6 separate regions of the Mus musculus genome follow, and regions 1, 2, 3, 5 and 6 are each linked to region 4. A link is a contact called in public Hi-C and promoter capture Hi-C data. All regions are on one chromosome and are shown on one strand. The core of a region is the stretch at or near the end of the contact, and the rest is flanking DNA. Distances in the headings are between cores, read along the strand shown.

What was found. Promoter capture Hi-C pulls out the DNA fragments that hold promoters and counts their contacts. Hi-C and Micro-C count contacts between places; a contact is called where the count stands out from the background. Capture Hi-C pulls out chosen DNA fragments and counts their contacts.
Region 1: a promoter capture Hi-C map of liver shows a contact between it and region 4. The contact joins the promoter of Abhd17c here to the promoter of Stard5 in region 4. A contact is called at or near these places in 5 of 39 promoter capture datasets (3T3-L1-derived adipocytes, hematopoietic stem and progenitor cells, liver and 1 more), 3 of 484 Hi-C or Micro-C datasets (embryonic stem cells, liver and muscle stem cells), 3 of 115 datasets of contacts at active chromatin or transcription factors (the 230-238 cell line, large pre-B cells and memory CD8 T cells) and 1 of 9 other capture datasets (liver).
Region 2: a promoter capture Hi-C map of embryonic stem cells shows a contact between it and region 4, with 2.7 times the contacts expected there. The contact joins the promoter of 4933430H16Rik here to the promoter of Stard5 in region 4. A contact is called at or near these places in 3 of 39 promoter capture datasets (cranial neural crest, embryonic stem cells and hippocampal neurons) and 1 of 115 datasets of contacts at active chromatin or transcription factors (embryonic stem cells).
Region 3: a contact with region 4 is called in a promoter capture Hi-C map of embryonic stem cells, with 5 times the contacts expected there. The contact joins the enhancer-like site here to the promoter of Stard5 in region 4. A contact is called at or near these places in 10 of 39 promoter capture datasets (the 3T3-L1 cell line, the C10 cell line, cranial neural crest and 7 more), 1 of 15 datasets of contacts at CTCF or cohesin (the NIH/3T3 cell line), 4 of 484 Hi-C or Micro-C datasets (cerebellar granule neurons, cortical neurons and uterus), 9 of 115 datasets of contacts at active chromatin or transcription factors (SST interneurons, cardiomyocytes, craniofacial prominence and 6 more) and 3 of 9 other capture datasets (adipose tissue, embryonic tail and liver).
Region 5: a promoter capture Hi-C map of liver shows a contact between it and region 4. The contact joins the promoter of Efl1 here to the promoter of Stard5 in region 4. A contact is called at or near these places in 16 of 39 promoter capture datasets (the 3T3-L1 cell line, the HPC-7 cell line, HPC-7-derived erythroid cells and 10 more), 4 of 115 datasets of contacts at active chromatin or transcription factors (bone marrow-derived macrophages, cardiomyocytes, epiblast stem cells and 1 more) and 3 of 9 other capture datasets (adipose tissue, liver and pancreatic islet).
Region 6: a Hi-C map of liver shows a contact between it and region 4, with 3 times the contacts expected there. The contact joins the promoter of Fah here to the promoter of Stard5 in region 4. A contact is called at or near these places in 3 of 39 promoter capture datasets (the 3T3-L1 cell line and liver), 2 of 484 Hi-C or Micro-C datasets (both in liver) and 1 of 115 datasets of contacts at active chromatin or transcription factors (hepatocytes).

Annotation. Positions count from the first base shown.
Region 1 is chr7:84,149,885-84,154,272 of GRCm38.p6, forward strand. It overlaps Abhd17c (abhydrolase domain containing 17C), which reads right to left and starts at 2,009. Exons shown (of 3, transcript NM_133722.2): 1 at 1,398-2,009. The coding sequence starts at 1,960. It overlaps LOC117997403 (a long non-coding RNA gene), which reads left to right and starts at 2,256. Exons shown (of 3, transcript NR_169136.1): 1 at 2,256-2,487; 2 at 2,662-2,800. Gm39044 (a long non-coding RNA gene) reads right to left here. Exons shown (of 3, transcript XR_869770.2): 3 at 3,802-4,144.
Region 2 is chr7:82,968,532-82,972,956 of GRCm38.p6, forward strand. 4933430H16Rik (RIKEN cDNA 4933430H16 gene) reads right to left here and starts at 2,860. Exons shown (of 4, transcript NR_045855.1): 1 at 2,736-2,860.
Region 3 is chr7:82,723,332-82,727,535 of GRCm38.p6, forward strand. The region is part of intron 15 of Efl1 (elongation factor like GTPase 1); the gene reads left to right. Among named protein-coding and RNA genes, the nearest start is that of 4933406J10Rik, 30 kb to the right of the region's middle. Within about 2 kb of position 2,095, at least 22 of the 459 cell types and tissues checked have an H3K27ac peak or open chromatin away from gene starts, as enhancers often do. A contact at or near this core is called in embryonic stem cells and liver, where this site is marked.
Region 4 is chr7:83,629,240-83,633,341 of GRCm38.p6, forward strand. Stard5 (StAR-related lipid transfer (START) domain containing 5) reads left to right here and starts at 2,778. Exons shown (of 6, transcript NM_023377.4): 1 at 2,778-2,900; 2 at 3,497-3,546; 3 at 3,891-4,023. The coding sequence starts at 2,802. Gm16638 (predicted gene, 16638) reads right to left here and starts at 2,602. Exons shown (of 4, transcript NR_166697.1): 1 at 1,527-2,602.
Region 5 is chr7:82,645,583-82,649,890 of GRCm38.p6, forward strand. It overlaps Efl1 (elongation factor like GTPase 1), which reads left to right and starts at 3,032. Exons shown (of 20, transcript NM_175317.3): 1 at 3,032-3,096; 2 at 3,944-4,049. The coding sequence starts at 3,959. Saxo2 (stabilizer of axonemal microtubules 2) reads right to left here and starts at 2,946. Exons shown (of 3, transcript NM_177894.4): 1 at 2,810-2,946. The coding sequence starts at 2,847.
Region 6 is chr7:84,603,264-84,607,495 of GRCm38.p6, forward strand. It overlaps Fah (fumarylacetoacetate hydrolase), which reads right to left and starts at 2,679. Exons shown (of 14, transcript NM_010176.4): 1 at 2,380-2,679. The coding sequence starts at 2,460.

The DNA.
Region 1 (4,388 bases), core at 759-3,258, 520 kb after region 4:
CACCTCTGGATTGCACAGGGGAAACTTTGGTCACCATGTCCACCCACAAAGCAGCCTGCACCCACTCAGCCATCCACCTACTCCACATATTTTTCTCCAGGCAAGGTCTTACTATGGCCCTGGCCAACATAGAACTCACCATGTAGCTCAGGCTAGCCTGAAACTTTGAGCAATCCTCCAGCCTCTGCCTCCCTCCAGAGTGCTGAAGCATATCCCACACCAGCACTCCACTCCCCGCTTCTGACAAATACTTCTGAAACCTGTTCTTGGGAGCAGGTGGCATGTGACTACTTGTGGATCCTCAGCCACTCCATCAGGATAGAATCCAGCCTCATCTGCCTACATCATTCTCCAAAAACTATACCCCAATTGAGGAGCCCTCCAAGACCTCAGAAGAATGTGAGCAAGCATCTTAGAGTGAATACTAAGTACTTCTCTGTTATACAAGCCATTTCTCAAGAAGCATAAGGGATAACTTATGAACATATGTGCAACACATATGGAAATAAAGTCATTATTACTGGCCATGTACTTAGCTTAGCAAATAGACGTTTCATAAAAACGATACAAAGGTCTCTAAAAAGAACAGTGCCTACTGTCATTCTGGGGACTTATTCCTCTAACGAAATCCAAGCTCATTACACACAGGACCTCAGGTACGGTTGCCACCTGTGCTATGGGGATTGCATGGGAAGGTCACAAGCACCAAAACTGGTCAGGTCACTTGACTTTCCCGCAAACCAAATGTCTAAGTTCAGAGTAAAACTTAAGTTAGTTCCCCCCCCCCCCAACCTGGTCTGTCCTCAGAATATAACAATTTGTGCTTAGCATATAAAAGACCCTGAATAAATACTTTCCAGTTTTATGAACGCTAACTCAAGGTCAAGAGATTTCCTCACGCCTATAACACTCTGCGCTACTGGTGGTGTTTAGGGAAGGTTCTTCAGCTAACTTCCTGATCTCCCAGTGCCACATACTCTGCGGGACCAGGAGGCAAAGTCCTCCCCACACCCGACCCGACCCAGCCTTAAGGGCTGCACAGGCATCGCCCCAGGGACACTTTCTACTTGGAAAGTCTTTTAGAGGTCATCGTCTCTCCCCAGCTGTCAAGGGCTCTGAAAACCCCAAGGTCACTTCTACCAGACCTTCGGGGTCTGCGCGTAGCTCAAGACACAACTCAAGCCCAACCAAGTTGGTTTGGCCGGTACATTGGCATCCCCCACAGCGGCCACGTGCGTTTAACCGGAGCCACAAAGACTCCAGGCCGCGCGGGCCAGTGAAAAGCAGGCAGGACCCTTTAAGTCTGAGCTCTCCATCCCCGAGGGCTGTTGCAATCTCGAGCGAATGCAACAATCCGGGAGCACAAGCCCGCACCCCAACCGTGGCTCGGGGCTCACCGGGTGCGCAGTGCCTGCCACGCGGCGTCGATGTCAGCGTAGAGATTCTTTTCGGAGGGCTTGCCGGAGCTCACACCATAGCCCGAGTAGTCGTAAGAGAAGATGTTGCAGTTGATGCGCGAGCCCAGGCCGATGTAGAAGCTACACATCTGGCCCAAGTCCACGGCGTTGCCGTGCGAGAAGAGCAGCGTGTAGCGGCTGGAGGGCGCGCAGCGCACGAACATGCAGCCCAGCCGGTTGTCGCGGGCCGTGCGCGAGAAGAAGACCTCGACGGCGTCCAGTTCGCGCTGCGAGTACTGCCAGTCGGCGCGCTCGCTCAGGTGCAGGCTGCACGCGCCGGGGCCCGCACCCTCCTCGGCCGGAGCGGGCTGCGCCGCCGGGGCGGGCGCGGGGGTCGCCGCGGGAGCGGGCGCGCGCTGCTCGGGCGCCAGCACCGTGTAGGTGGGTTCGGGCGGCAGGAAGGCCAGCTTGGCGGCGATGCGGCTCGGACAAGGAGGGCAGCAGAAGAGCCAGCACAGCTCGCCGAGCGAGAAGCCGTTCATCCTGGGGCCGGGCTCGGGCATCGGGGCGGCCTGGCGCCCGCCGCGGGCGGGAGGGAAGCGCAGGGAGCGCAGAGGGAGAGCGCCGAGAACTGGAGGCCGGCCGAGAAGGCGGAGAGGCCAGGGGCGGGGCCAGGCGGGCGCGGCGCGGCGAGCGGGGCGGGTCAGCGGCAGCCCCGCAGCCCCGGCGAGGTGCGGACGGCCGGGGCTCGCGCGCGGCACACAAAGCCCGCGGCGGCGGCGGCCATGGCCCGCTCCAGCGCGCCGCCCCGCCCCCGCACGCTACTGCCACTTCCGGGTTACCGCGCCGCGCGCCCCCACAGGCGGGCGGGGCTACCCATCGGAACGGACGCCCCAGTCTGAAGCAGGACTCCCCGGGCTGGGCGGGGCTCCCGCCTCTTGGGCGGGAGTTAGCGCATCTGGGCGGGGCTACTCGTTAGAACAAACTCCCCGGTCCGAAGCGAGGCTCTGGAGTCTGGGGCGGGGCTTAGCGCGATTGGGGCGGGGGTCTGAAGAGATTAGAGCGGTTGGGACAATCCTGGATTGAAAAGGTAGGTGTGCAGATACTTTAGGATTCAGTTCTCCAAAACCAGCTTTCTGTCCTGGTGGAGTTATTGGGAATTTATGTAAAAGATAATTATTGAGAAAGAGAATTGAGTACATTAAAAATGCCTTGCTTTCCTCTAATCAATGCTATTTTTTTCTCTTTTGGTTGTTTGAGACAGTTTAGCCTACACTGGTTTAGAACTCACATGCTTCTAGCCTCTACCACCACTTGCTGAGATTCAAGACTTCTTGAACAGCCACTACCATAAATGCTCTGGTCCATCTCGTACGTGTTCCCGTGTTGCAGGCGGCTGTTGGGTATGTACAGCTACGCAGGTCTTTCTGTAATAACAATTACAGCAGAGCCTGTTGGTTTTACAACAAATGGTGTCAACACGGTCCTCTCTCACCCCCATCCCTTACATCATCCCCTGTGGTGCCAACTGGATACTCCATATCTGTCCTTTTTGATGTTAGTTTCTCTAGAACTGTTTTGGCGCCAGACTTTTTAATCATGAAAGACATGTTACAACGATTTTAATCCACTATTGTCTTGGCTATAGGCTTTAAGTGATTTTCCAAATATAACTCTCAGGGCTTCTGAAACCGTGTGAACCCTGGTGTCCGGTTGGCAGAGCCTCTCCTCTGGACTTTGGCACCAGGCTTTCCTTTCAGGGGTAGGAGGTCATTTTAGGCTACCTGCAATGAATACAACCAGAGCCCCAGTGGGCAGTCACCATTCCAGACCTCATAAATGTCCCAAGAAGGATTACAACATTTTTTAAACAAAAAGAATTTTGAGCATCCTAATATAAATTGATTTACCAGTACCACTTTAAGTAGTAACCTTGTGGACTGAGTTTTCAAAGGCCGTATCTTCACTGAATCCCCAAAAGCCTGCCCACAACGCCTCTCCAAGTCTGTTTTAAAGTTAGATGGGCAAAGCTGCTCTTCCCTAGCCAGGCTTTAGTGACTGACCCCAAGTTTTTCCCAAAGACTCTGGGAGTTGTTTCATGTTAATATTTTGCCTGCTTGTTTCCCGTATTAAGTCAACGTGTGTCGTGTTTTTCAAGCAATACCTACTGGGTCAGTCGCCAGAACTGCAAAAGATAGGACCATCTCTGCCATAGTCAGTCAAGACACTCTAAGAAGACCGAAAACAGTTTTGCATGTGAATTAAACAAGCCACCAACTCAAAAATGGTGGCGGGGATCAGAAGTTCAAGGTCATTCCCAACTTTATAGTGAGCTGATGCCAAACTGGGCAATGAGACCATGTCTCAATTAAATAAGCAAACAATCAAATCAGCTATTTGTGAACATTTAAATATTATTATTATTATTATTACATGTGTTTTGGGGGTGGGCATAGGTAGCCTTAGGCAATGGTCTCGGGTCCCCACTTGGTGGTATTTCTGTGAGGAACATAAGCTAGTACATTTCACTTTAGTGCAGAGTGAAAATAGAGGACGCTGAGTACCGAACTGAAGTGAGAAGCATCTACTCTCGTCTCAGTCAGTCTTCCTCCAGCACCGTTCCTCCCACCTGACAGAATGCAATAGCATGCAGTTCATGAGCAGACAGCTAATGATGCCTAAGTCCACATCTTTGTGCTGCCAATAGGGAGGATAGCAATCATATTCCAGATGTTCTGGTGGCAGTCCTGTTGGGAAATTTAAAGTTGGCTTAGTTTAGTCTCCTTTTGCAAAGGACTTGTGCAATATGATTTTGTACATTACCAACAACTAAATAGAACAACTAAATTTTTGGATCATTTTAAGAAGCTGTACAGAGGGAGGCTCCCTGTGAAAGTAAACTGATTTGTGTCTATCTGACTATTAAACTTAAACCCTTATGTTGTGTGCCATAGAGAGCAAGCCTTGCTCACCCATGCTATGCAGAGCTGA
Region 2 (4,425 bases), core at 1,610-4,109, 660 kb before region 4:
AGAAGTCAAAACATCACTACTTGCAGATAATATGATAGTATACTTAAGTGACCCTAAAAATTCCACCAGAGAACTCCTAAACCTGATAAACAACTTCAGCAAAGTGGCTGGATATAAAATTAACTCAAACAAATCAGACAGCATTTTTACAAATGGTGCTGATTCAACTGGAAGTCAGCATGTAGAAGAATGCAAATTGATTCATTCTTATCTCCTTGTACAAAGCTCAAGTCCAAGTGGATCAAGGAACTTGTCCATAGAAAACCAAAGAAACTTATAGAGGAGAAAGTGGGGAAGAGCCTCAAACATATGGATACAGGGGAAAAATTCCTGAACAGAACACCAATGGCTTGTGCTGTAAGATAAAGAATCAACAATTGAAACAATTGAAACCTCATAAAATTGCAGAGTTTCTGTAAGACAAAGGACACTTTCAACAAGACAAAAAGGCAACCAACAGATTGGGAAAATATCTTTACCAGTCCTATATCCAATAGAGGGCTAATACCCAATATGTACAAAGTACTCAAACAGACTTCTGAGAACCAATTAACCCTATTAAAAATGGGGTACAGAGTTAAACAAAGAATTCTCAACTGAGGACTACTGAATGGCCGAGAAGCACCTAAAGAAATGTTCAACATCCTTAGTCATCAGGAAAATGCAAACCAAAACAACCCTGAGATTCCAACTCACACCATTCAAAATGGCTAAGATCAAAAACTCAGATGAAAGCAGATGCTGGTGAGGATGTGGAGAAAGAGGAACACTTCATTGCTGGTGGGAATGCAAGCTGGTACAACCCCTCAGGAAATCAGTTTGTTGGTTCCTAAGAAAACTGGACATAGTATTACCTGAGGACCCAGCTATACCATTCCTGAGCATATACCCAGAAGATACTCAAACATGTAATAAGGACACATGCTCCACTATGTTTATAGCAGCCTTATTTATAATAGTCAGGAGCTAGAAAGAATCCAGATGTCCTTCAACAGATGAATGGATACAGAAAATATGGTACATTTACACAGCAGAGTACTACTCAGCTACTAAAAATGATGAATTTATGAAACTCTTAGGCAAATGGATGGTACTAGAAAAATATCTTCCTGACTGAGGTAACCCAATCACAAAAGAAAACACATGGTCTGCACTCACTGATAAGTGGATATTAACCCAAAAGTTCCAAATAACCAGGATACAATTCACAGACCACATGAAGCTCATTAAGAAGAAAGAGCAAAGTGAGGGTTCTGAGAACAAAATACTCTCAGGAGAAAATATGTAGATAAAGTGTAGAGCAGAGACTAAAGGAAAAGGCAGCCACCCAGAGGCTATCCCACCTGGTGATTCATCCCTTATACAGTTATCAAACCAGGACACTATTGTGGATGCCAAGAAGTGCATGCTGAAAGGAGCCTGATATAGCTGTCTCCTGAGAGGCCCTGTCAGAGCCTTACATATACAGAGGCAGATGTTAGTGGCTAACCATTGACCTGAGCTCTGGGTTACCAATAGAGGAGTTAGAGACGGGACTTAAGGAGTCGAAGGGGTTTGAAACACCATTGGAATAACAACAATATCAACCAACAGACCCCCCAGAACTCCCAGGGACTAAGCCATCAACAAAGGAGTACACATGGCTCCAGCTGCATATGTAGCAGAGGATGGTCTTGTCATGCATCAAATGAAGAAGAGGCCCTTGGTCCTATGAAGCCTGGATAGATGCCCCAGTGTAGGGGAATTGAGGGGAGGGAGGTGGGAGTGTGTTGGTGGGTGGGTGGGTGGGTGGGTGGAGGAACACCCTCATAGAAGCAGGGTGAGGGAGGATGTGAAAGGGTGTTTCTGAGAGGGAGGGAAACAGGGAAAGGGGATAACATTTGAAATGTAAAAAAAAAAAAAGAATCTCACCCTAGCTGCCTGGAAGTAAGTCTTCCACTAGCAGCCTTCAAATGAAGATGTAGAACCCTCAGCTCTGCCTGCACCATGCCTGCCTGGATGCTGCTCTGCTCCTACCTTGATGATGATGGACTGAACCTCTGAACCTGTAAGCCAGCCCAATTAAATGTTGTCCTTTATAAGACTTTCATTGGTCATGGTGTTTGTTCACAGAAGTAAAACCCTAAGACAGCAGGCATCTGAGATTTTCAGGGGATTGAAAGTAGAGAAACCAGAAGGGAAAAATTCAAAAGAAAACACGAAACATTTCTGCATCTGTGTCTTGTTCCTTGCTATTCATTTTTTTTAGGTTCTGTCTCTACAGCTGCCTCCCCCCATCAGGCCCTCTGACTGACTGTGGCTTCTTAACTATAAATTGTGGTTACTTTTGAACACATACCATTGCTTTAGCTGGATGATGAGCTCAGAGGAAGCAGAAGATGTGAGCAATTTATAAATTTACTTTTTCAATAAATAATTTTGGAGTCCAGTAAATAATTTTTGAGGGTCTATTTCATGTCAGGTATAGGCTGTTTGCTCAGAGTTGAGGGAATTTTGTTGGATGGGATCAGTGTAATGAGATTTCCTGAGGTTTATCCTCCACGCAGGGATTCATGTACTTCTGACAAGGCTTTAGAGCTAGGATCCATGGAGGTGCCTTAGCAATGCCAGGAAGTGAGAGACACTTGGAGGGGATGTTCGTCATTGGGGTCAGGGTGGACAGAACAGAAAGATGAAGATGCTCTGAGGAACACCATGCAGAGGAACCATGCGCTAGTCACCTTCTTCCTACCTACCTGATTCCTGACAAGAAGGAGCTTAAGGGGTTTCTTTGGCTTCCCATTTGGAGGATAAAGCCCATCTTCGAGGGGAAGACATGGCGGAAGGCACTTCCATCATGGCAGGCATGTGCCGTTGGACTGCCTCTCCTCTGTCCTGATGAAACAGGAAGCAGAATGCTGACAGGAAGTGCTGCCAGACTGTAAAACCCCAAGCTCCGCCCTATTGCCTACTCACTTCCGCTGTTGAGGCCCTACCTTTACCACAATCTTCCTCAGACAGAACCAGCAAATGGGGACTAAGTATTCAAACACTCAGGCCTATTTGGGGTTGGGGGTTGGGGTGGGAGGTGCTTTTCTTATTAATGGTACAACAACCACCAGGCCATACTTGGAGGCAGTAACACTTGGTAACACATGAATAACTTCAGTGTCCTTCTGTGTGTGAGTCTTCATTCCCAGTGTTCGCAGTGGCCCTTTGAATGCTGTGAGCTACACCACCTAGCTGGTGACTGTAGTGTGGAGGAGAGTTAGCTGTGTTAGTATATTCGAGGTTATGATTCTCTAGATGCTCTACTGCTTTTGCAGGCATCCCCCAGTCTCTTTCCCTGAGAGGCCTAGACTCTGAGTTTATGTTTAGTTCACACACTGATAAATTCCTGTTTAATGACTGAAAAATTCCAGGAGTGCCTCTGCAGAGATTAAACAGGTAAAACTGGACGAAAGGCCATCTCTCCTGGGCATCTCTCATCGGGCCGTTGCTTTTTTATGTTTGGAGTTAGCTACTGAGACAAAAATGGAAATATCTTAACTTCTGAGTCCCCGAGACTGTCAAAATTTCGAGTGCTGAAGCAGACATCATGAGATTGGAATTTGATAGAGACGCATGTGCTGTCCATTAGTACAGTTGTGTGGCAATTGGAAACACCTCAAGCAACTGAAATGACGTGGAATAATACTTCTAGGGTTTGTATTAGCCAACAAACTGCTGCTTTCTTCTCTTCCTGCCCACGATCCTTCCCCTCCTCCTCCCCTTCCTCCTCCTTCTCTTTCTGTAGAACTGGAGAGTGTCTGCTCCCCTATTTGAATGGCAGACCAGCCTCACACATTATACATAAAAATCACCAATCCTATGGGTTTCACATTAGCAAGCTTCACACAGGGTCCCCCTGCTCAACGAATGCATTAGCTCGAGTTTTTCTAAAGCCCCATTTATCTGTCAAGTGCACCTGTCACTAGGTGTCCTCCATCTGCTTAATTGAAGATATTTTTCTGAGGTCATCTGTTTTTCTTCAGAAGGTTAAAGGTTCTCCGCAATTTTCCCTGCTCAACTCCATCTGTGGACGTTCTCAGCCTGCCCTCAAAGAAACACTGCAGGCTCTGTTTTAAAGTCTTAGTTGGTTTCCCCCTGGGGTATATACATTGACTTCTTAAGGTCTTGTAATTCACTTGAAAATTCACGTTTACTCACACTAATAAAATTTCCTTCCCGCTCTATATTTCTCTGCATTACATCATCTCATTAAATGTTCGACTCGCTCAGGCTTGGATTTCCCCCAAAGATTGTGGGAAATTTTTGACTGGCTCCATGAGATGAGCCCTTATTCTGCTGTGCTCTAAAAATAGTCGCACTGCACTGTAAAAACATATTGCAAGCAACTTAGATTAGTGTCTTTCTTCTGTACTCAGCAGCCAGTAGATGATGGGG
Region 3 (4,204 bases), core at 845-3,344, 910 kb before region 4:
GCACAATGTGCATGAGGAGACAGCAGAGCTGGGCTTTCCTAGAGTCGAGTACTTTGTGCTAAAACATGATGGTGGTGTTTCAATGACCTTTCCCCTGTTGCCCTTTGACCTCTGACCCTTTGTTTTTTAGCTGGCTGTTAGTTAAAAGTAGGAAGGAGAGAGCCTAGAGGAATTTTTAAGTGGGAAATAAGTAAGAATTGCACATAACAAAGCTTCCAGATACAGATGTGCTCCAGAACTGTGAGGGGGAGCCTGTGCATTGCTACTGAGGCAGATAGGAACTGTTTCCCTTGGAAATGAAAGTACAGCTGCCCTCTAAAAAAGAAAAACCGTGAAGGCTGAAGTTCCAACTACAAAATACACTGGAACTAACACACAGCAGATGTGTTGAAGGTGAGTGTTTTTCTTGAAGACAGCATCTCACTGTGTAGCTCTGACTGATCCGGAACTCACTCTATAGACTAGGCCACACTAGATGGAACTCAGTGTACCGTCATACCCAACATGGCCTGTATTCTTTTACTGTTCTCATTTACTGATAAAAAGCTTCTTTTTTTTTTTAATGTGTGTTGAAGATACTCAGCTTTTATTAAGTACTTTGAATTACTTTTTCAGTTTTCTACTCATATTCTTGTGTATTGTAGCTTTTGCCAGAGAGGTTAAAAAAAGAAGAAGAACAATTAATGGATAGACCTAGAGCTAGAGCTGTATGATAGAGCCTTGTCTAGGATGCATAGGAAAGGAGAGAGTGAGAGGAGACAGGGAAAGGCAAGAAAGAAAGGCCCTCCCCTCCCCTCCCCTTCCCTCCCCTCCTCTAGAGAACCATAACTCGCACTGTGAACAGCTCCAGATATATTGCTACTGCTCAGCCTGCCCGAGTGCTTATCTTCATTTATTGTATGAAGTCTAGGTCCATATTTTTTTCTGAAAATGCACTCTAACCAATGATTGGGAAATGGGCACCACTTGTGGCATTGCTGTGAACTGTGTCCTCTAAGGAAGTAAATACCTGCTGTGAGTTCACACATACAGCAAATTCCTCAAGACACAGCCCACCAGAGTGGACATGACAGGCAGATTCCATTTGCTTCCTCATTACCCAGTCTGGGAAAAGAAACTCTCCTTATTTATTAGTTGAACAATAAAGTTCTTATTCATTCCATTCTCTAAGTTCTTTTCTCTAAATGTTGAGGTAAGAAACTGGCAGACTGTTCCTTTCTGAGAACACATGGTTTCACTATACATGGTACAGCCGGATCATGATTGACAGTAAGGAAGAACTGGAGCCTTCTGAAGAAGCCTGGTCATGAGGATTAATCCTCAGCTTTACCAGGAAAGCACGTTTAGGGGTCATCCCTCCTGCTGGGCTTTGCTTCTTTTTTTTTTTTTTCTTCCCCCTCCTCCATGGGTAAAGTGATGGTCTTGAAGCAGATTAGCACTGGTAAGTCACTGAGGGTGAGCTTGTGCGACAGTCTGGTTTGGTCAGCCATCACTATGGTTCTGTGGCTTCCTGTAGGTACCTGAGTACTGTATGCTGATCCTCTGTGTCTTACTACACAGTAGTCTTTCTGAGATGAGAAAGACACTTAGGACTTTTATACTCTTCAGAGGTGAGAAAAAATACTTCAATAAAAAATAATTATGAACCAGTAACTTGTAATGTAGTGTAACGGAGTGAATACTTTCTTTCCACGCTGTTTTAGTATGCTGCCTGCCTTTCCCACCTCTGAAGAGTACCAGAGGCCCACAGAAGGTACCTGGCTGTGGTGTGGACAGGAGCATGGCCAGCCCTGCCAGTGAGCCCTTCACTGATGTTTTGTGTTGCTCGGGTGTTTTGCTCCAGGGCTTACTAGATAACCTGGCAGGTTCAGCTGGGCAGGCTTCCCAGCACTTTGCACTTTTTAGGGAATCCTATGCCTGGTTTTGTTTCATAACTCCCCAAGAAATGTAACAGCTGCCAGCTGACCCTGTTCACAAACTGAGAATACTAGAGCCTATTGTAAACCCAGAAACGGTCCTCTTAAAGGGCTTGACATTCAGCTCTGCAGAGCCGCAGAGCCTCAGGACACCTTCCCCACACACCCTAGAGCCTTTGTCCTTCAGATGGAGGGAGGGTATCACCAACCTTGTACTCAGCCCGCCTCTGCTACTGTGTGGAGCAGGGACAAAGGAGCTGGTGACTCTTAGTAACAAAGTGGTGTCATGACACCACCTGCTAAGAAGACAAGAATTTCCCCAGAAGTAAGACTAACTTTCCAAAAAGGCCAATGAAAGCTGCCTGCCAAGTCTGTTTTTATCCCTTGTACATGAGTAGAAACGTATCCTTGTCCCCACATTTGAGATTCATACTTCTAGATACTTAATGTATATCTAAACAAGTGCTGTCATGAAATTCTCTGGACAAGGCCTCAGTTGGTTTTGCTGTTTCCCTTCCCATGTAACCTTAGAACTAAGTGGCTGTCTGTCCCACTAGCCGGTCCTTTCACCGGTGCCCCGTTTTCTCTGTACCAGGTACCTGCTAAAAATGCCAAGATTCAAAGCACTCAGCCTTTGGCCTCGACGGCCGACCAGGGTTTTCTTCCCTGCAGTTAGCCGTCTGCTGTTGCTTCCACTGGCCAGCTGCTCAGTGATTAACCCTGACTTCATGCCACATTTGCTTCCCTGTCCTTCATACCTATGAAATACGATTTACAAGCAGCCTGCCATCCCTTTCTGCCAAAGCTGTCCTTTCTAATAGAGTAATAACTCAGATTGGGGTGACCGCCCTGGGAACCTCACATTGCTTCAAAAAAGAAAACCTAAGACTGACTTAGCAGCTGCCTCAGACTGCGAGCTCACAGCTAACCTGCTGCCAACCACAAACTGAAGAGGCATTTACACAAACGGCTACCTAGAGATGTACCTGTGATGTAACCGACTTTCTTTTTAACTTAAACATTCTTGGTTCAGTTTATACGAGGCAGGGAGGGAGTTGGACTTGGGGTGGGGCATAAAAACTAAGGTGTTGTGGAATTAGCTTTTAAGTGCTTAGAAGCTAGCTCAATCTAGACGTGCTAGTGGTGCCTTGAGGAGTGCTAGTGGAGGATTCAGATGAAAGTGGGAAGAACCTGGGTAGAGCCTTTGGTAGTTTGTTTGCTTTCCAGCAAACTATGGAGCAGAAGAGCTGTGTAACACCTAAGGAATTCGTATGTGGGCCTGTGGATTACAATTCCTGCCCTTCATCAAGGCTGTGAGCTGCTAGGACCGTCTTAGAACACCTTGAGAGATGCTATATTGCATTGAATAGATTGCTGGGTACCTTCTACTTCTAAGCTTGGCATTCTCTTGATGAATTGTGCTTTTTTCCATTGCCGTGATGCTAGAAGTCTGCTGTGCATTAGGTAACTGTTTTTTGTTTTTTGGGGTTTTTTTCCTTCTTGTGTCCAAGTATAATCGCAATGAAGTTGTTTTCAGTGGTCTCTAAGGCTTTTTAGAAATTGTTTTCCTAGACTTTGTATATAAAATGCAGAAATACAAACTAACTAACCTTGGTTGGTCATTCAGGGGCCTTCCTCACCATCAGTGATGCTGAGGGCAAAACTGTGCAGAGCCTCTATAGTGTGTGCCCTGTATGAGTGGACAGAAACCTGACTGGCAGTTAGAGTTTAAAACTTAAGGGAACTTAGGATGCTACGTTGTTGTTTAGCAAGAGCCTACTTTCAGCTTATAAATTTCTTGTATGTAAAATCCAGTGTATCCTCTTACTGAAAATTTAATTCGATGCATGTTTTAAATAGTTTTAATAAAAGGATCTAGCTGATTCTGTCCTTCAGGCCCCCTTCCCCAGCCTGACTCCTGACTCAGGCTTGGTGTGTTGGGGGAGCACTGCCCGCTGAGCCCTAACCTTTTGTTTGTAATTGCAAGAGCTAAGCTGCCCAGCCTGACCTCAGACTCGTCTTACAGCCTAGGCAGGCCTTAACACTGAGAGCTGGGCTCACCAGCACGTGCCATCAAGACCGGTGTTAGCCAGAATTCTTGATGATTGATCACTTGAGGAAAAACTTTGTTTTTTCTTGCCAAGTAAACAGTGATAAGACTGTCTTTACATCTAAAGGGGAAGAGGAATTTTATTGCTGACATTTTATTCTACCTTGGCTTTTAAAATAAAAATATTTGAGAATATTCTATTAGTATTGTATTGTAGAATGTTTCATCATGGTCAGAT
Region 4 (4,102 bases), core at 1,528-4,027:
ACAGTGGTCTGGGCCCTCCCCCACAAATCACCAATTGAGAAAATACTTTACAACTGGATTTCATGGAGACTCCTTCCTCTCTGATGACTCTAGCTTATATTAAATTGATACACAAACCTAGCCAATATACAATAACATCCTCATGTGGTTCACAGATCCATATAGACATTAACAAATTCGCACACACGTTCATACATATGGTATGGTGTGTGAATGTTTACTTTACATCAAGTGCCATTCGAATTACTATTCCTTGTTAAGCCATTTGGCCTTCATTTCAACTGCTAGCACTATCGCTTTTCTCACTTTTCAAGTAAAATAATGAGAAAACTTTAAGGTCTCAGATGGCTACTCATTTGCCATCAGTGCTAAATACTTGCCAACACAATGTGTGACTTGAAAGATCTGATGAGTGCTAGCTTTTTCTTTTTTTAAGTTACTTTTATATTGTATTTTTTCAGTGCTGGAAATGCAATCCAAAGCCTTGAGAATAGTATGCAAATGTTGTCTAGCTGAACTGTATCTCCCCTCCCTCTCTCTCTCTCTCTCTCTCTCTCTCTCTCTCTCTCTCTCTCTCTCTCTCTCTCTCTTGTTATACTCTGTGGCCCTACATAGCTCATTATGTATAGCAAGCAAGCAACAGACTTGTGGCAATCTTCCCTCCTCTGCCTCCTGAGTGCTAGGATTACAAGCATGCACCACCATGCATGGCTTCCAAGCACAGACCTTTGTATTCACAACACTGTTGCCCTCATGAGTTGAAACTCATATATTTGGCTTGCTTACCTGCTGTAACAGATGACCATCTTAAACAGTGATCACATTTAGAGAAAGATAAGAACGCACATTGTATTCAGTTAAGCTTTAAATCTATCCATGTCCCTCCAACAGCAAATGGCTGTCAATGAGAAGAGCTGCCTCCTATAAAGCCATGTGGTTAGACCCAGTCTGGCCCTCTGCTCTCTTGAGCAGTCCTCCAGGGCCCAGCCTCAGTTCTCTCAGCTGTGTTACATGAGTTTGATGGGAACATCATAACCCACATAATGGGTATCTTAATGCATTGGCAAATAAGTTAGTTTCCATTACAAGGGCAATTGTCCGTGCTTCTGTGTAAGTAAGATTGTTGTGTTGAAGAGAAAGTTAATATGTACCTGTCAATATGTAACTGTTCATGTGTATCACTGCTTGGTTTGGGTGAGAGCATGCAAGCTCTCACCCAGTATAGAAAAACCCTTTCTCGGTACTGTGAGTAAAGCAGGTACTAACAAATCTTGTCCTGTTTGTCCACTAAACAGGTCCCCTTGTTTGATCTGTAATTCCCTACAACCAGGGTTCTGCATCTTTTTGTATCATGGTCATTTATTTTGCCACAAAGCATCTCTCCATGTATGATGCTTTCTTTTTTTGCTTAAGTTTTCTTAACAGTTCTTAACAATTTAAAGCCTTGTTTAAAGAGCCAAACAGTTGACTTTTAGTCAAACCATATCTCAACGTTATCTCGGATTATCATTTATGATTCTACTCACCTTTAAAGTACGGCAGAGTGAACCATCTATTTTATGACTCTCAGAAGAATTCACATGCTCTTCTTCATGGACTCTTCACAGTAGCCCAGGGAGATACATGTTATTATAACATTTCACGTCTGTGAAAATCTCAAAGATGTTTAGAGTCCTGCCCAAACCTACATAGTCAATATTGGGACTGGAGCTCCAGGTGCCCAATTGCTTTCCCAGCCAGCCAGCCCCTCTTTTCTTCCAAAGGGGACTTTCAAGTCACATCCTTCCTTGTCTTTGGAGGAAATAATGGAGAGGTTACAAACAATCAGTTGGAAATAGGCTTGAAGAGGAGAGAACCTGGGCTGCTCTTACAGAGGGGATACCAGTCCACACTCTCCCACGGGCCTGGTTGCCTCTGTGTTCAGAAGTTGCCAATAGTCTGCTTATTTATTTGCCTATTTAATGATGCTGGGATAGGGCACATGCTGGGTGAGCATGCTACTATTGCACTATGTCACTAGCCCTCTTTCTACTTCTTTTATTTTGAGCTGCTGGCCTCATTAAATTTCCCAGGCAGACCTTTAATGAGTGGTCTTCCTGCTTCCATGTCCAGAATCTGGATTATATCTCTCAAGGGAAAGCTGAGGTCTCCACCTGGCGTCAATGCATAGTGCTGTCTGCTGGATATGTATATCTATCAAGAGCTCCCTGGGTGTCTAGAACTAAATAGATCTGACATTGGTTTCAGCTTCTTCCTCCACCCATTCGAAGTTGTCTCTTCCTTTACTCAGAAAAGGCATTTAGCTACTCAAGGGGGAAAAATAAAATAAAATAAAATTGGGAATCGCTTCGGTTTCTGTTATCAGAAGCAGACATTCCTGTGCAGGCCTCCTGAACTGACACTGGTGTGTACCCCTCCTGCCTACCTCCACCTCCGGCCGGCTCCTCCACATTCTCCGGGCCACCCTGCAGAATCCCACTACGAAGTTGTTTGCACGGTTTCACTGGGGGCCGAAAGCACCTCAGCACCAAGGGGTAAACATCCAAACTCCTTAAGCTAGCTGGTTCCTGCCTCTGCCCAAAGCCTGCAGTGGCGGAGAAGGAGCTGCCTGAGACCCGCCCAGAGATGACGCTTACTGCGCAGGGCGGGCCAATATCAAGAAAGGACGGAATTGTCTGAGAGCGAAAACCAATTCAGAAAGAGAGGCGGAGCTCGGGGCGGGGCTCCAGGCTCCGCCCAAGGCCCAGCTTTCCTCCCAGCAGAACCTGTGTGGCACAGCTGGGAGCCTGCACGTTGGCGGAATGGACCCGTCCTGGGCCACGCAAGAGAGTGAGGCGGTGGCAGAGAAGGTGCTCCGGTACCGGCGGGACGCGTCGGGCTGGAAGAAGTGTCGGGAAGGCGTGAGTGAGGGACTGGGCGGGAAAAGGGGTCTGGAGACTGCTCGCAGGGTTTGGAGTCCTCCAAACTCCTAGGCTTCTCCTCTCCCCGAGATTATCCGCACCCTGGACCCCAGAGGTGGGTTGAGAAACTGATTCCACTGCGGGTTGATGCTCTCTGGGACTCCTGGAGGTCTCTGCCCCTTTCATTTCGAAACCCACTCAAGGTCATCTGACTGCTAGGAGGTTAGGATTGGATCTGAAACTCCAAGTACCAAGTCTTTCCTCCGTTCATTGTTGCACAATCCCTCTCCCAGGGAGTGACAGGGAAATAGTTTCCTTCCTTGGCGCTTCTGATTTAAAAAAAAAAAAAAAAAAAAAAAAGCCTTAAATTGCTTGAGAAAACAAAAAGTTCTTGGTGGCATTAAGGCGACTGGAGAGACTCCCACAGCTCCAGGAATCAGCCAGCCAGGATCGCTCTGCTCATCGCCTGCAGTAGGGGGCAGTTACCCCAACTGTGCCAGGAACAGGTTGGGTGACCTTGGGGAATCAAGTCTTGAGATCTCCTCTCCAAGACTTCCTCTAGCTCTAAAATTCTACAATCCTATGCCTTTTGACAGAATGGAGTTTCAATTTCCTGGAGGCCATCTGAGGAGTTTCCAGGGAATCTGTAAGTGCGCACTTTTAACAAAGTCTGTCAGAACCTTACTCCCGTCCTGGTGTCTCTGGGGTTGCATCATGAAAGATACCAATCCGCCCCAGCCTTCTGTGATCACTAGTTACCTTCCAGAAAAGCATTAGCTTGTGTTTTGAATCGTTTCTAGCAAGCTGTGTTCTGTGAGGACTTTGTACCTGTTTGTTTATGCAGGCTAGAGGGGAGATGGGCTAGCATATTTTAGGCCGTTTTCTGTCAGCAAGTCCTAGAACCAGAACAAAAATGTAATAGACCTGAGATAAAATCCTAAGATAAACAAGTTTAATTGACTCGGTGGATCAAATTCCTCTCCATTCTAGGTACCGAGGAGAAGGGATTCTGTGTGGGACACCAGAAGAGGTGTGGGATTGCATAAAGCCAGTTGCTTCGGGCCTCCGGGAGAAGTGGGATGATAATGTGAGCAGCTTTGAAATTGTCCAGAGCATCACGGATGTAAGTGTCTCTGGCTGTGTTATCTGTAGTGTCTTGTCTTGCTGCAACACCCCGACCCCACCTCTCTGAAGAGGGATCT
Region 5 (4,308 bases), core at 1,782-4,281, 980 kb before region 4:
GTAAGAAAACCTTATTAATACCAGAGGAGTTGGACAAAAAATAAGGAAACAGTTTCTCAATATTTACTTAAATGTGGTTATTCCTTCCATTTTACCACGGTATGCTTGAAATCCTTGCTTTGGCTTAAGGCTCTGAGGTGGAAGAACACCGCCATATTTTGGATATTTTTCCAAATACTCCGTCGTGGGGCAAGATACGTCAGAATATTCATAAACCCTTGTGGTTCCATGTGGACAGCGATGCCGTCTGTACAAACAAATAAGCTGAAACATTATTTCCCTTTAAAACATCTTGTGTGGTCATTGCATGTTTAACAGGTCCCCAGTGACTTTAACACACCTTCTGAACCGTAGCGCAGCTTTCCCCCTCTGCACTGGTGTTTATAAAAACGATAAATCATAGTGAAGCCTTGCATAGCAAACTGAGTTGGCTCATAAGAGTTTAGCTACTTCTTATGCTACTGAAGCAGGAAAGCTAGAAAGTGAGCTTCCCAGATGCATGGCAAACAGGTTTTCTGCTTAGGTTTCACCTACAACAGATAGCAACATGTTACTTTGAATCATAGGATAGGTACAAAAGGAAGAAGGCAGAGCAGAGTCCATTTTTATTATTTATTTTTTGTGGGACACAGAATACAGTAGAGGCCAAGAGAGAGTGGAGCTGGGAGTTGTTGTGAAGCATCCTGGTTAGACAGCTCCTCTAGTCCTCCATGTCTAGGAAACTCTAAAGTCAGAAGACTCATGAGACTCAGCAATGTCTGCTGCAAAGGAGGTGCTGGAAAGTGCTGAAGTGATTTTGTCCTATGCAGGGTCCAAGATACTTGGAAAATCCAGGAGCAGAGTGCATAGGTCACGTACATATAAAAGTTCTGATAGAGCTGCGGTGATTAACAAAACACAAGTCAAAACTTTAGAATTTGTCAGTGTTTTTATTGTCCACAAAAGCAATGCATTCACAATATAACTTACCTAAGATTGTGGACAAGTATAAAACATAACAGTGCAGAGAAATTATAAAAGAAAGCAAAATCCTCCTAGTCTAACGTGTGCAATTTCCCTTCCGCTTTATACTTTTGCTGCCAGTTATAGCTGTTTACACTTGTTAAACTTCTCTGTCTTTTTGAAACAAACAAACAAACAACAAACAAACAAACCAACCAGCTCACAGAAATGATGAGATCAGACGTCCCTAATGGAAAATCAAAGGAATTAAATTTTAGTTCCCTAAGAGAGAAAAGATGGCATCATGGTTTGAATCTGAGATGTTCACATATTTTGAACCTTTGCTTTCCAGCTGATGGAAACACTCTGGAAGGCTTTTGGAAGCTGGCCTCTACCTGGAAATAAGTTGTAAACAGCAGCCCTTGGAAGATGAGAGCCTGGGTCTTGATTCCACAGGCTTTCTACCTCCTGGTCTGCCAGCATGTAAAAAGTCTTGCTTCGTGTTACATGAACAAGAACCCCACCATGTTTGACTGCCAGGGACTGCACCCTCTCAAACTGTATGCCCAAACAGACCTCCTCTCCTTCGCTGTTTTTACCACAGTGCTACCACAGTGGTGCAAATGTACCTAACAGATAGTCTTCAACAACAAATGAATATGGACAGATCTTCCATCTTTCCTTCCAACAGGAAAGGAGGCAAAAGATGAGAGGTGGTATGGGGAGGGATGATGGTGAAGAATCTTTGCCCCGTTTTGAGACAATGACTCATGAAGGTAGCCAAAGTTTAAAAACCATTGGCTGAGTGGAACTATGTATGTCATAGTAACTACCCATTTTGTCAAAGATTCTTGTACCTCAGTTATAAAACTGAAAGCAGCTAAGGCAGTGCTCTCGCTGCAACTAAGTGTTTGCAAGGGACATTTCGGCAGAAGTTATTAGCCATGCTTCAAAGCCTAAAGGGGATTCCTCTTACATTGGCAGTCCCCCCAGCTCTGTGGATGGTGATATTATTCTTGAAGAATGTAAAGTCCCTAATATAATGAATTTCCTGATGGGTGGATGGGAAAATAACTTAGTTTGTAGATAAATTCAGATTCAAATACATTTTTTTTCTTACATACAAGATTTTGCAGATTCAAGCCTTAAAAGTTATGTTTGCATCTGTTCAAACATACAAACAATGTTTATTACAAAAGGGGCTGAGAAACTGCTCTCAATCAATATGTGTTGTAGCTGGTTGCCCTTAGAAGGGGATTACAAGTACAAAGGGCTTGGCGTTACTCAGTTACTCTTATTCACTTATCAAAGGTGATCTAACCCCTGGGTAAACAGTAAGCTTGAGGATAGAGAAGAATGTGTTTACTGGTGATGTAAAGTTGTTAGGCAGGACTTACAAACCAAACCTGAGGTTTACGGTGAGGACTATTGCCATTTTTGTCTGTCAGAAAGGCCTCAGGAAAATGTTGCCTTGGCAGGAATAAAAATAGAGTTTAGAGGATGGAAGGTTCTGGGTGGCAAACGAAATACCATGGATACTGTTCTTTTAAGTTAACCAATAGAATCGGTGGGTGACTCCATCACTTACCAGCCATATTTGCTCATACTACTTAGCTGATCTGAACTGTATTTTAGCTTAAATCTCTGGATGGGAAGCCTCAGGGAATGCAAAGAAAATAAGTTTTGCCCAGGAGCTAGCCAAGCAGAGGAAATGGGCAGCATTTAGCAGAGCATAAGGTCGGGGGTGGGGGGTGGGGGGTGGGGGTGGAGTAGGGGTCTCCTCCGGTTCAGGCAAGGGAGTCCTTAGGGGGTGTGCGCGGCGGGGCTCGCGGCTCTGCGGACGCCACACCGGGCGGACGTTTCTTACCCGCAGGTGCAAATCTGGCACAGACACCAGTTCCTCATGCTCTGCGCTCCAGCGTCCCCCTCCGCAGGCTTAGGCTGGCACACTTCAGAGCAGCTACAGCGTCCGCCGTCGTCAAGGCGACCGCGGAACTCCAAGTTGAAGGGAAACGACGTGGCTTCCGGTGATGTTCTAGATGCGCGCGGGTCAGAGGTCACAGGCCCACAGGCCCCGCCCCCAGGCTCCTGCGACTTCCGGTCTGAGCTACCCCTGGAGTCTTAGGTGCGTGGGTGAGGTGCGGCGTGGAGCTGGTGAGTGGGGGGACTTGCTAGGGACGCCGGCGACCAGACGGTGACGGAGACCCGGGGGGGTCATGTCGATTGGGCTGGGCGAGGAGTGTCCCGAGCGGCTGCACTTTATAGGGACCCGGTACTCTCAGCGGCAGCGACTCCAGGAACCCAAGAGGAGGAAGGGCATGCAGACCTCGATTTGCTTCTTTTAATTGGAGAGAGGGGTAGAAGGTGTGTCGTGCACCTGGTGTGTTCCTAGGCACGTGATCCAAAAACTTTTAAGGACACTCAGTGCAGTCACAGGGCCGAAGTTCTCATGTCTGATAAAAGCCAGCAAGCTTGACAGAAAGGCAGACTTTTGGAGGGACTGAAGTAGGGAAGGGTGTGTGTGTGTGTGTGTGTGTGTGTGTGTGTGTGAGAGAGAGAGAGAGAGAGAGAGAGAGACTGACTGTCTGTCTCTGGTGTGTGTGTGTGTGTGTGTGTGTGTGTGTGTGTGTGTATGTATGTATGTATGTATGTATGTGAGTGTGAGTGTGACTTAGCCGGGCGCCTCTGCACCTGGCTCCCAACTGCGTGATTCATCGCATGGCAGATCCGGAAACTCCCAGCTCACCCCACAAGTACTGTCAGCAGGATGTGTGGACTTTACCATGGAACATGGGCCTAAAGGACTATATCCCCTCAGGGCCAGAAGGAAATAGATGTGGCTAAACATTCATTGGGTTCTCAGTTAAGGAATCTGAGGCGACTTGTCAGCATCAGCATCTCCCTCTCAGTTTGTCCATTTGGTTTTCGCTGTTGTGCACACCACCCCCACCCCCACCCCCACTAGATTTTGTACCATTTTTAATTTGCATTTAATGTTTAGTCCCAGGAAATAACCATGGTGCTCAGTGGTGTTGATAAGATGATTCGACTTCAGAAGAACACTGCCAACATTAGGAATATCTGTGTTCTGGCTCATGTTGACCACGGTAAGGCTTTTAGAATTGGGTTTTATTAACAAAGAGGAAATGTCTCTGTTTCATTGGAGCGGTGAGAGTGATGCTTGCTAAGGAGTTGTGTGTTGTGCCATGTCAGAGAAGCATGCTGTAGAACGTTTGAAATAAATGGATTAACGGGTGATTGGTGGTCTGCCCAGTATGTCATACAATGCTTTTGAATTTGGATTTTTGTTAAAATATGGAAAAGTTTCTTGAGATGGTAAAATGTCTGTGGTCTTGGTAGAATATA
Region 6 (4,232 bases), core at 1,429-3,928, 970 kb after region 4:
TAGGAGATCCACGAGAGTTGAGAGGTGGAATTCTTGGCTGTGTCTGTCTCCGGTGCCTGCTCCTTTCAGTGGGCTAAGACAAGTAGCTACATGGCAGCCACCAGGGGTTAGGGATAGACCAAGGCCACATAATCCTTAGAAGCTTCCCTGGAGAACCTGTATGTTCTCATCTCTGCAATTCCCTGGGCCTCTGTTTCTCCATTCTGCTTCAAAGATCAGAAAGGTAAGTGGATTCAAGTGAGGGATCCACTCAGGTGATGTTCAGGAAAGACCCAGAGGCAATCATCCTATGACTTGCTGAATGCAAGGAGGAACCTTTCTCAGTGTGTCCTCTCTGACCTGATCATAGGCATTATCTGCCTAGTTATATGTGAACAAGGCCTAGCAATTGTATTAAGTCATTTTAGTGCTTTGTAAGCTCCAAGGGAGGAAATTAATGGGTAGTCTTACCCAGCTCAATGCCTATAAATCATGACAATAGCTGGAATACCAAGATATCCACAATGCTGTAATAGTGGCACTTGCATTCTGAGGGTAACCAACAGCTGTCTAATTGGACTCAAGGCCTGTGCTCAACAGGAGAGAATTCAAGCCTGTTACTGTAAAAACCTAGCCAGCTGCCCAATGTTGGAGAGATAATACAGACCCAAGAGGAGAACCTCCTACTGCCATTTTCCTAAACCAATTAAATATACATATCTCTCACCTATCAAAGAAACTTTTTTTTTTCAACAGATGAAATGTAAGAAAAAAAATCATCCTGGGGTGCCCAGCCCCAAGACATAGCTGTAACACTCCTAAAGCTCAGGGAAAATCACCCAAGAGGGAACAGAAAGAATGTAAGAGCCCGAGGCTAGGGACGCCTGTTGATAGGTCACATTCCCTAGACATGTCCAGGAAAATGTACCTAGAAACTCTCAAATTATTATTACGAATAAAAAAGAAACGGCACGGTGGCACACACCTTTAATCCCAGCACTTAGGATACAGAGGCAGGCAATCTCTGAGTTCAAGGTAAACCTGGTCTACAGATTTAGTTCCATGACAGCCAGGGCTACACAGGGAAACCCTGTCTCAACAACAACAACAACAACAACAACCCCCAAAACCCACCACTACCATCAAGTCCCCCAAATAAAACCAAGATAGTAATGGTGATGATGTATGATGTCTAAAAAGTCTCTAACTATTGAAGGACAGTAACTTCAGATTCCCCTGGGAAAGCAACCCACTTACTACCTAGTCCAGTTCTCTCAACGTGCCTGACTGCACAAATGTCCCTGCCTAACCCACTGGAATTCCCAGAAAAGGCTGAGAGCATGTCTGCTGAGGGCAAAGTATCAGAAGAGGCCAGAGGGAGTATTCTACTTCCACAAGGCGGTTGGTTGGCTCAGGTTAAGGCTCCACACACCTCAAACGTGGAAAGGACAACAAGTTAACTCTGTGTCCTTGCAACATCTAGTCATGCCTGGTGGTTGTGAAAGCATTACCTGACTCTTCTGACCAAGGCAATCTGCACAGGCAGGATATGAAAGGACAACAGATGTGGAGAAAGCTATACACTGCCAGGAACCACTTCCTTTCTTTCTTCCTTTTGCTGGTGCATGCCAGCCAAGTACTTTAGAACAATGCTACCTGTCTGTACTGGCAAAGATATTCATACTCCTTTTATGGTGCAAACAGTTCCTACACACAAAGCTGAATCAACACTATAAACAAGCAAAATAAATAAAACAAAAACAAACAAACAACCCTCCCCCCAAAAGCTCAAGCAGAAAATAGCACAAACATTTCAGAGTGATATGCGTTGCCCACCCAAGGATAGGATAGATAACTCAGCTCCACTAAACCATTTGCAAAGATTTCTTTCAAGTCAGACTATGTGTACAAGTCAAAGTTCATTTCTCCTGCCCCATGAGACCTGTGGTTAGTTCAGTGAATGCCTAGCAGTTCACTCTAGAGCAGAAAGAATTTAGGTTAGAGGTAAAAGAAGCCTGTGTCTTAGACCGAAGTTTCTAGGCCAGGAAGTGCTCAGAGGAGTTGCTCGAAATTATGGGAGTCAGCTGGTACTTTCGAGGTTACAGGGTTAAGGACTAAGCAGTGAAGTGAACGACCACCCGCGTTTTGTAAGGAAATTATGCGTCCGTTTTTGGGTCACAATCGCTTAGGCCTGCTGCCCAGGCAGGGGTGATAGCTCCCATTTCTCTATGCTCTGGTTCTTGCACAGGCCCATATATACCCACATATACTTAATTTCCGTAACGTGCACAGCTATGGGTCCTGAGCGGCACTGTAGCCACAGGCGCTCTCCCCGAGGCTCTGGAGAAACTGACCAGAACTCCCACCTCCCGGCTCCCGAGCCCAAAAATCGATGCTCACGTTGCTTTGAGTGGAGAAAACACCATAGGGCAGGTTTTGGATGGGAAAGTCGGAGTCCTCGGCCACTGGAATAAAGGACATGCTGACGAGCACCGGGCAGCAGAGCCCACGGCGGGTAGGGGGTTGGCTAACGGGACTATGCTTAGGGCAAGGATCAGACTAGCCGAGGGCCTTTAGATTCAGGGACCGCCCCGAACCCCGGGCTGCCCTTCCTCCAGCCAATACCCGGTACCACCTGGCACACACCCCTACCCGCCCCACTGGGACCGCCTCCCCACCCTAGTGATTCTTTTAGCACCCGCCCCGGAACCGCCCCACACCCTTCCCTCCTTCCCTACCCTGGGTCCACCCTCCGTACTATCCAGCACCCGCCCCGGGCCACCCCATTCCCACGCCTCTCGACTGTTCCGCATCCTTCCTGGCCAGCCCCTGCCTTGGAACCACCCGGTACCCGCCCTGAGACCACCCCGTTTTCTTCTCGGGCGACCTCTACGAGTCCAGGACCGCCTCATCGGTCTGGATATACAAGACATTCTCCTCATCCTCCCTAGATGTGCCCGGAGCCCTGGGATCTTCCCGCCTTCGCCCCGCCCCAGATGTGCCCGGAGTCCTGGGGTCACCCCACCCTCATCCTGCCCCCGAGATCCCGTCGTGTCCACGCCCTGCCTTTCCCCCTCACCCCACCCCCCCCCATCTCCATCCCGGAACTGTCAGACCGTTCCGCCCCTATGTCTAAACCTCCCCCTTCCGGGTCCAGCACCTGGATCCAGGTATTGGTCTCACCTAAAATGCCCAAGACCCAAAGCCCCGCCCCAGTAGGTGCTTTATTTCCATAATCTCTGAGGCCTCGCCCTTTTGCAAAACCGCCCAGCCTCCCTTATGAGCCAAGCTTTTTCCCTGACCCCACCTCCAGAATGCAAATTGGGATCCACCCAGTGACCCCATTCTTTTGTCTGGGACTGCCTCTGGCTCCTGTGGTGTCACTGGATACTGCAGAGGATTTGTCCCCAGTTCATCTGCCTGTGTAGCCTTGCTCAGTCAGGGTCCAGAGACCTTGCCCTGAGCACTGGTGAAAGATGGAGTTGGAGCCAGCGTCTAGAAGTGTGACACGCCTGCGTTAACGTCTTGGTGTTCTGCCTGTGCTTTCTTCCGTACAGTACTAGTGGGGAAGGGGGTCTACTTCACAGTAGAAACAAGAATTCGATTAGTTAATGATAGTTGACTTCCAAATGAAAGAGCGGGAGGAAGACCTATGGACTCTGGGACCAGAGATGTTAGAAGTTTGGCTAGTTACTGACTAGAAACGTGGGCGTCCATGATAAAGTGAGATCTCACGGGAGTACCCCGCAGACTGGGGCCGTGTTCGTGCAAATGCTTCAGAAACACAATCTGATAAAATAAAAACGGGTTATTTAAATTCTTTTTTGTATTGTGGAGACATGACTTATGGCCTAAACTGTGATCTATTTTAGAGAAAGCTCTGCTGAGAATTTGTGCTTTCTGGCTGTTGGAGGGTGTAATGTTTAATATTGTCAACTTCACTATCATATTTAGAATCACCATGGAATCACATCTCCACGTGTCTGTGTGTTTCCAAAAGGTTAAATGAATGTATGCAGCATCACCTCTTGGACTGGAGGCCTTGAATAAATGATAGGAACATGGAGTTGGATAGCTGTATTCATCTTCTTCTGCTTCCAGGCTGTGATTTAGTGTGATCAGCCTTCTCCCCAACCCTGCGTCATGCCCTCCTAGTTCCCTTCCCTAGTATGGAGGGCCTGTATCGCCTCAAACTATAAGCTTAATCTTTCCACCCTTAAATACTTCTTGTCAAGTATTTGGTCACAGCAATG